Regions from separate parts of the Dromaius novaehollandiae genome. Here region 2 is linked to region 1. Evidence: chromatin contacts called from public Hi-C data. All regions are on one chromosome and are shown on one strand. Each heading gives the region's core, a stretch centred on a gene start, on an enhancer-like site or on the middle of the called end of the contact. The rest is flanking DNA. Distances are from core to core; before and after follow the strand shown. Region 1 holds the start of PKP2 (plakophilin 2). Region 2 has its middle 39 kb from the start of YARS2.

Region 1 (3,794 bases), core at 614-3,113:
TAGGAACCTTATTCAAGTAAGAACTTTCAGCCTGAGAACTTGCATATGTACCTGCACACTGCTGAGCTGTGTATACTTGTTTATGTGATTTATGTTCCTAATTTTTCTGAGTAGAATATGTCTGTGTCTGCATTGTATTCATTTTTAGTCACGAGGTGTTTTTCAGATGGAAGCCAGCTGAAGTACAAGGAAACATTTTTCTGCCTGACAAGACAGATGAGTGAAGTGTGTTTATAAATGTGAAGCCCTTTCACTCAGTTTTTTGAAAACAAAAAGTGACAGCTTCCACAATGACAACTGAGCAACAAGGTGTAATAACCTGTAAGTCAGTCATACGTACAAGTCATACTGTAAGTCAGTCATATTTAAAAACAGGAGGAAAGCTTTCAGGATAATTAATTTTATGTTTTCAGATTTTTTTTTTGATTTACTTTGAAAACAATGCATCTTTTCCCCATTAAGACTAACCCCTCCCAGCAGCTTGCCTGAAACCCTCGGCACCTGACGAAGTCACCTCATCAGGGCCTGACACCACAACTGGATCCCCGTCGCACGCAGGTATCACTGCACCGCGGGCCCTATGGAAGGATCGAGCCTGCTGACTGCAAGAGCTTAAAAGCAATTGACTTCAATTTGTACTGCGCATGTAAATGAAAAGGGTAAATAAAGAGTTTAGCAACATTATCACTCGGTTTCCTTTTTACGTCTTTCCCGGGGCTATTTTGCCAAACCTCCTTTTAGTTCATTTTCTTCTACTTCACGGTAAAATATGGAAAACCATTTCCGACATTTCTTTCCGTTTTTTTTAGCAAACAGGGCCAGTGGGTAAAACTAAGTTATTAAAATAAGCACATTAAAACTGTTACAGGATCGGGAGAATTTAGCCTCAACTCTTCTCTCAGGCAGCAGTGGCTGGGCAGAAGAAACATCTCATTCGCTTAATCAGAAAGGAAAAAGAAGGAAAACGTGTGATACAGCTCAGGTTTTTATTACAGATGTTGCGAAGGGAAACGATTCGTATGAAGCCGGTATTCAGCAAGCTCTTTCTCCCCGGGCCCATGCCATCCGCGGGGCACGAAGAGGCTATCCCCGTACAACTCCGCTTGCACTCAGAAGTCCCAACTCCGCAGCCACCTTGCCGGCTAGCGGCTGTGTAGCGGCTGATCACCACCACCGCCTTCACGCAGCAGCTGGCTCCGCTCCGGGGTCAAACCCACCAAAACCGATAGAAAAATGGCTGTGCGTGTGCATGTGTGGCGGGGGGGTGTGGGGGTCCGCGACCCAACGGCTGCGGCAGCCCCGGAGCCGTTGGGAGCCGTTGGGAGCCGCGGGACACCCGGGCCGGGGGGATGGGGGAGGGAGGGGAGCCGGAGGCGGCAGCTGCCTCAGGGGAGCCGCCGGCAGGGCAGGGCCGGGCCGGGCCGGGCCGGGCCGGGCCGGGCCGGGCGGGCACTCACCGTTCACCAGCGATCCCCTGCTCTTCCTGGCCAGCGTCTGCTGGACCTGCCGGTGCAGCCGCAGCGTCTTTTCCTCGCCGGCTCGGCCGCCCGTGAGCTTGAGCCTGGCGTCGGAGGGCAGCGCCAGGCTGGAGCTGTCCAGCTCCCCCAGGATCTGCTGGCCCAGCACGGTGCGGATGTAGCCCTGCTCGGCGGCGGAGCCGTGAGCCGCCATGGGCGCCGGCGGTCGCGGCGCGGCGGTACCTGTTGCGCCGCCGCCTGCTCAGCGCCGCGCTCGGCTGCGGAGGCACGGGCGGCGCCCGGCGCGGCCCCGGGCTCGGCCCCGCCCGCCGCGCAGGTGCCAGGCACAGCCCACACCGCGCTCCTCCCCCGCCGCGGCGGGAGGCGAGGGCAGGGCCGCCCGCTCCCTTCCTCTCCCCTCTCCTCCCGCTCCGCTTCCCGCCAAGGCCTCGGCCCGCGGCCCGGCCCGGCGCGGCTGCCTCAGGCAGCGGGGGAGCGGGGCAGCCCCGCTCCGGGTGGGTCCGGGCCCCAACTAGGGTGGGGGCTCCCTCAAAGAAGTTTTGCTGCGTCTGTCTCTCACCGCCGGGGACACTGAGGGCTTCGAAGAACAGAAACAGTCCAGGCAGAAGATATTTGCTGTGTCTGTTTACACACACACACGCGCGCACACACACACGTATGCCCCACAGAAACATATATATATACACACACACACACACATATATACATACACATTTTTAACATATAACTCTTATTCATTTGCCCTAATACAGTTTATATTATCTTTTGCATCACGTTGTATATTTTGCATATTTATATATTTTACACGTAGCTGCATTTCATATGTGTGTATGTAATTTTCGACCTAAAAGCATAAGGTGTGAGACTGTGCTTTAAAGACAGTGTTCCCTGGCTGTGAAGATAAAACTCCTCCAGGTGGGATTGTGGAGGGCAGGTGGGCACAGGGCTGCTGGTTTGGGAGGCCATCATGCTGTCTGAGGTTTTCACATCGTGTTGAGGGTTTGCAGAGAGAGGTGAACTGAAGCTGCTTCTCTCGATTTAGTTGTAAAGTGCAATTGCACAATTAAAGGCTGAAAAAGCCCAACTGGTTCTGCTCCTGCAGCTGTTTGTGCATGTGTTTTCTGTCATAAAATAGCCTCTTATGCATTGAAATAAAGCTTGGTAAATGGGGGCAGGATGAAGACTTAAGTTCTCATATTACCTCAGAACAGAGCTTTGACTTAATGTTTAAACAAACACGAAGGAGGAGTAAAATGAAACCTGCAGCGTATTGTGGGTGGGAAAGTGCAGACTTTCATGTTCACTTTAGAAAAAGATGGTCCAGGGTAGCACAGTTCCAAAAAATCCCTGACAAACTAAACACAGGTATTTTAATAGAGAAGTTAATGTGTCTTACAAGCAAGTGAAAAATGCATATGTCTTTCAACCTAATTTGTGGTTATATCAGAGAGACAGTGGGACTCAAAATGAGCTGTTATAACTTACTCTTAACAGTACTTTAGACATGACAGTGAGAACACAGAGTAGTTCCAGGAAACCTGGGGAAAAACTGGGACTGGGACTACCCTTGTTTTAAGTTATACCGTAAAGTAAGAAACTGGGGCACTCTCTTTATTTCCTGAAAACTCGGGACTCTAGGGAATTGCACCCTGCTTACTGACATGTCGTGGCAGCAGAATCCTTCTGGTTCTGTGCTGATTTACTCTTTGTCTATCTTCTGTTTTTCTTTAGGAGGGGGAGGGAGCTCTGGCCTTTCCCGTGCCTTGGTCTGGCTAATGTCATCCCCTTTTGCTGTAATGTGGCATATCACAGGAGAGGCTGCATATATGTGAAAATAGCTTCAGTGATTAAAAGAGATGGAGAGTGACACACTTCTTCCTAATAAACGTGGAGGAAAGGTTACTCATGGGAACAGAAAACTTGGAGATAAGCTGTGGGGTACCAGCTGGGAAAGAGGATCAGGGATTTGTGGAAAGGAGGGAGCTGGAGGTATGTGGTAAAACTGCAAAGATCAGGCAGAAAAATGTAACAGAAAAGTGGAAGCATAGGATGGGCAGGATAAGGCAGGGAAAACAATGGGGAAGACACATCACAGCTAGGCAGGAATGTAAACTATGTTAGAAACTATGCTAGAACCTTTTACTGAACCACAGATAAGTCACGAAAGCATTTCCAGTAAACAATAGATACTACATTGTCTCTGGACATCAAGAATGGACAGGCATGTGTGAGTGAGGATTGCTGAGGAGATTAGAAAATAGTTTAAAAAATGTGAAACATTTCCTCCCCTCCTCCTCTTCCCTGCCCTCTCCTCCA
Region 2 (3,794 bases), core at 798-3,297, 66 kb before region 1:
CTGCCTAGTTAAAGTAAAGTAAGTTGTGTCTCAGACTAAATAAAGATGACCCCCTGCTTTGCTCTGGAAAGCAAATTTTACTGTTGGTTTGCATGATGGATAACAAAACAGCATCAAAGAATACATTGATAAATGATCAGGATAAAAAGGATCCAAATACAGCCACTCAAAGGTAAATGTAAATCTTCTCATTAAATGTAATCATAATTATTAGACTATAAATCAGCAAAGGCTTCAGTGAGACACCAGCTTAAGATATTATGCAGCAGCTACTGGGAGAAAATATGTACTTAGAAATGTAGGCAGTCATTAGCCAAGAATTGTGCCTGACTGCCCTGTAGTACACAATATAGAAGAGTTTTCTGCTTCATTTATTTTATTTGAAGTGAGTAAGTTACCATGTTTTGCAGGCTGTGTTTTTTCACACGACTGTACTTTAACACAGTTGAAAGACTTTCTGCTTTCATTTGTATTCCAGTTGCTCTTTTCAGATTACAAAGAGACTTCTATGTCAGTACCTTCCCTTCAGATGTTTTATTATTTTTGTTTACTGATTGATACACAATAGCACAATCCTTGTATCTTTAACTGCTTACCCACAGGATCATTGCTGCAATGTGCAAATGTTCTGAAAAAAAATCAGTGATGACCTACAAGTGAAGACACAGTTACAAATCAAACACAAAACCAGTTTTAGTCAATGGCATTTATGAGCATGACATGACATCACCTTTGGTTTTGACTCTGCGGTCATTCATCTTCAGTATACTGGGGTGGAAATAGGCTTGGGGATCAGAGGGTTTTCCCAGTGAAATGAAAACTTTGTTTACTCTGGCTAGCACAGGTAACAATAATATATGAAAAGCAAGAGCTATATAGATCTGGGAGCCCTGAAGCAATCCTATTATGCTTGCTGGTGCTCAAGTGATGGCTGTATCTCTAGTATGTCAAGCTGATCCAGCTGAAAGCCCCTCACGGCTTGCTGTAGGCACCCACAGCTGGGGGCAGCTGTGCTCTGCGATGGTAGGATGTGGTTACCCTAATCCTCTCCCATCATGGTCTGTCATATGTGACCTGCTGACAGTGTGGTGGGCTGTGGTCTGTCTTTCTAGTCAATCTCTTTTTTCCTCTCCATTTGTCCTGCTATCCAGCTGTGCAGCTAAGGAGTAAGGGAGTGTGTGTGTGTGTGTGTGTGTATGTGTGTGTGTGTGTGTGTGCGCGCGCGCGCACATGCAGCACCACAGCTATGGTCCTTCCTGTGGATCAAAGGAGCATGGAAAGGATGAAGATGTGCTGCAAACCAGCCATCTCAGTCCCTTCTACCAAAGGCTGGGGCTTTGGGAGTCAGAAATGGGACTGGTAATTTTGCCTTACCATTGGTAAGTGTTGTGGAAAAACAAGCAGGTGTTGTGAGAAGCAGTATGGTTCCTGCTGCACTTGTCCTCCCTTCTGCAGAAGGTTTCTGTCCCCTCTCGGCGACAGTGTGGCCGCACCGATAGATGGTCCTCACCACCCAGTGTGTGGCAATTGCTGATGGAGTGGAAGCATGGAGCTCCTGAGCAGCAGCTGCTTCAGCCAGAGGATGCTTGAGGTCTGCTGGGGAACCAGCACGTATGTCTCTACCCCTCACACCTGCTGATGCATGGCCACCTGGCTGGAGGAGTGCTGCGGGAGGCATCTGCAGAGACAGGGAGTGAGCTGAGGGAAGAAAGAAACAACACAACATCACATAGGGAAAAATGTGGCTAGCCCTTGCTGGGTTCATGCTTCTCCCTGTGCCCTCTGGGGTACCCTGGTCTGTGGTCTCCCATCTCCCATGCCCCTCCTGCAGGTGACCCCAGGCTCCAGTGACCTCTTCCCCTGCTAAAGGTGACTTGAAAATTCTGTCCCCTGCCTCCCAAAATCTGGTTTATGCTATTAAATACTGTTCTTCCCTCCCCCTACACACACATATGCAGGAAACTTTTGCTCCTGGGGTGCTTTGTGCCTTTCTCCGGCAGAGCTTCAGCTGCCTGCCAGAGGGTGTCTCACTGCACCCAGGCAAGTCTCCCTGCTCTGAAAAACAGCAACCACTTCTGCGCAGGCTGCTGGCTTAACAGCAGGCAGTAACATCTCATGGGCTGGGTGCTTCCAGGGCAAAGGAAACTCTCCGGCTGAGGATTAATGTAAAGCACAAGCGACTTGCATCCGTGAAGAGCAGCCTGGAAAGCAACACACAGCAGTGCAGCAGCAAGCTTGCCCCTCATGCTGCCCTCTGCTTCCTCCAAGGTCCCTGCCATATCTTTTCACCCTCAGTTCTGCTGGCCTGTCCTTAAAAAGACTGCAGAAACAGAGAACCAAATGTGTTTTTGATGTTTTTCCTTTTTTCCCTCCAACTAGTGGATTTATATCAGGGATCAATTTAGTTTCAGCACGTACAATTTTCACAGTGTTTATAATGGGTTTCCTTCGTGATGAGCAGCATGATTTTTGTCTGGTTGTTTAATATTACTTCATCTGTTGCTCTGTGATAGATGATTAATCTTTACCAATGGTGTTATTAAGCAGTTCCTACAAAGTATTAATTCATAAGCCTGTAATTCCCCTTCTCCCTAGGTAGGAAGCCTGGGCAGATGTTACATTTCAGTTCTAATTACACACGTTAGGATGAATTACTTGCTATTACTCAAAATAAATTGGTCTTTCATATGAGTGCAGCATATAAATGGATGGCTACAATTCTACCAAGCTGAAACAATTGTGCCTAATCCAAAATAATTGTGTGTTTTATAACAGAATCAAATCAGCAACTTTCTATTGTTTTTCTGTTCAGCATGACCGTCGGGAGAAGATTTTGCCCTTTGAAGATTTGAGCTAAAAATTCAAGTGGTATGTGAATGCCATTGGCAGAGGTGGAGGAAGGGTGCCCCTTTCTAGTTTGCCCTCTCTGATTTCTGTAGCCCTTCAAAGGGAGCAGCCACTGGGTGCTTCACTGCGCTGGCGCTTCAGTTCACCTTACGCTTGTGAACATGCCGCGTTCCCAATTTACGTGCTGGTATTTAGCATAAGAAGACTCTAGTCTGGTGTCTTCATTGTTCTGTGGACTGACCCACAAGTTGTGTACTATTTGGGGGGGTGGAGGGAGGAGGAGGGCACACATGCTATGTGCAGTCTTTTAAAAATCCCATGGGTGTTCCTGAGATTGTCCTGGTGATAAGTGTGGATCCTCTGCCACGCTGGAATGCATGGGCAGGCTTCCTCTGGAATAAATCAGGCAGCTTCTCTTAGTGCAGACACAGGAATTTTAGTGCAGACACAGGAATTTTTGTTAAATGAGAGGACTAAACACATTCCTGATGTCAGACCTTAACTTCCAGGGGTCTGGTTAGTTTGGTTAATCTGTAGCTAGTACACATATTGTGTTGGATGGCATTCGTTATCAGCTGTAGCTACATGCAACTCTAAGGCTGCATTTAGCATTCACAGTTTTGCTGTTCAGAAGATTGCCTTTTTTACACAACCATATCTGTGTTTGCTCCATTTTGGTTTTAATTATCGGTGGTAAATCTACTTAAGCAGTGAAATATATTTTGTCAGGAGAACTCTGGAAGTGCTTTCTCAGGAGAAAAATAATTAGAAAGGTTAATGTAATTCCCTCTGTAAAAAAATTTAAACTCATTTGCTTTGAGAAATAAAGCAGATGCTTTGTTCACAAAACTGTATTAAATTAGCTTGGGGGGGGGTCCCATTACTATTTCTCAAGTATAGCAAAAATGGCAAATTAAATATACATCCATTTTAAAAATTGAAGATAA

The links. A called contact is a pair of places that touch in the nucleus more often than the background predicts.
Region 2: a contact with region 1 is called in a Hi-C map of liver, with 10 times the contacts expected there. The contact joins the enhancer-like site here to the promoter of PKP2 in region 1. A contact is called at or near these places in 2 of 4 Hi-C or Micro-C datasets (brain and liver).

What each region holds. Positions count from the first base shown.
Region 1 is chr1:62,545,556-62,549,349 of bDroNov1.hap1, reverse strand. It overlaps PKP2 (plakophilin 2), which reads right to left and starts at 1,863. Exons shown (of 13, transcript XM_026119781.2): 1 at 1,458-1,863. The coding sequence starts at 1,671.
Region 2 is chr1:62,611,689-62,615,482 of bDroNov1.hap1, reverse strand. No RefSeq gene overlaps it. Among named protein-coding and RNA genes, the nearest start is that of YARS2, 39 kb to the left of the region's middle. Within about 2 kb of position 2,047, at least 2 of the 2 cell types and tissues checked have open chromatin away from gene starts, as enhancers often do.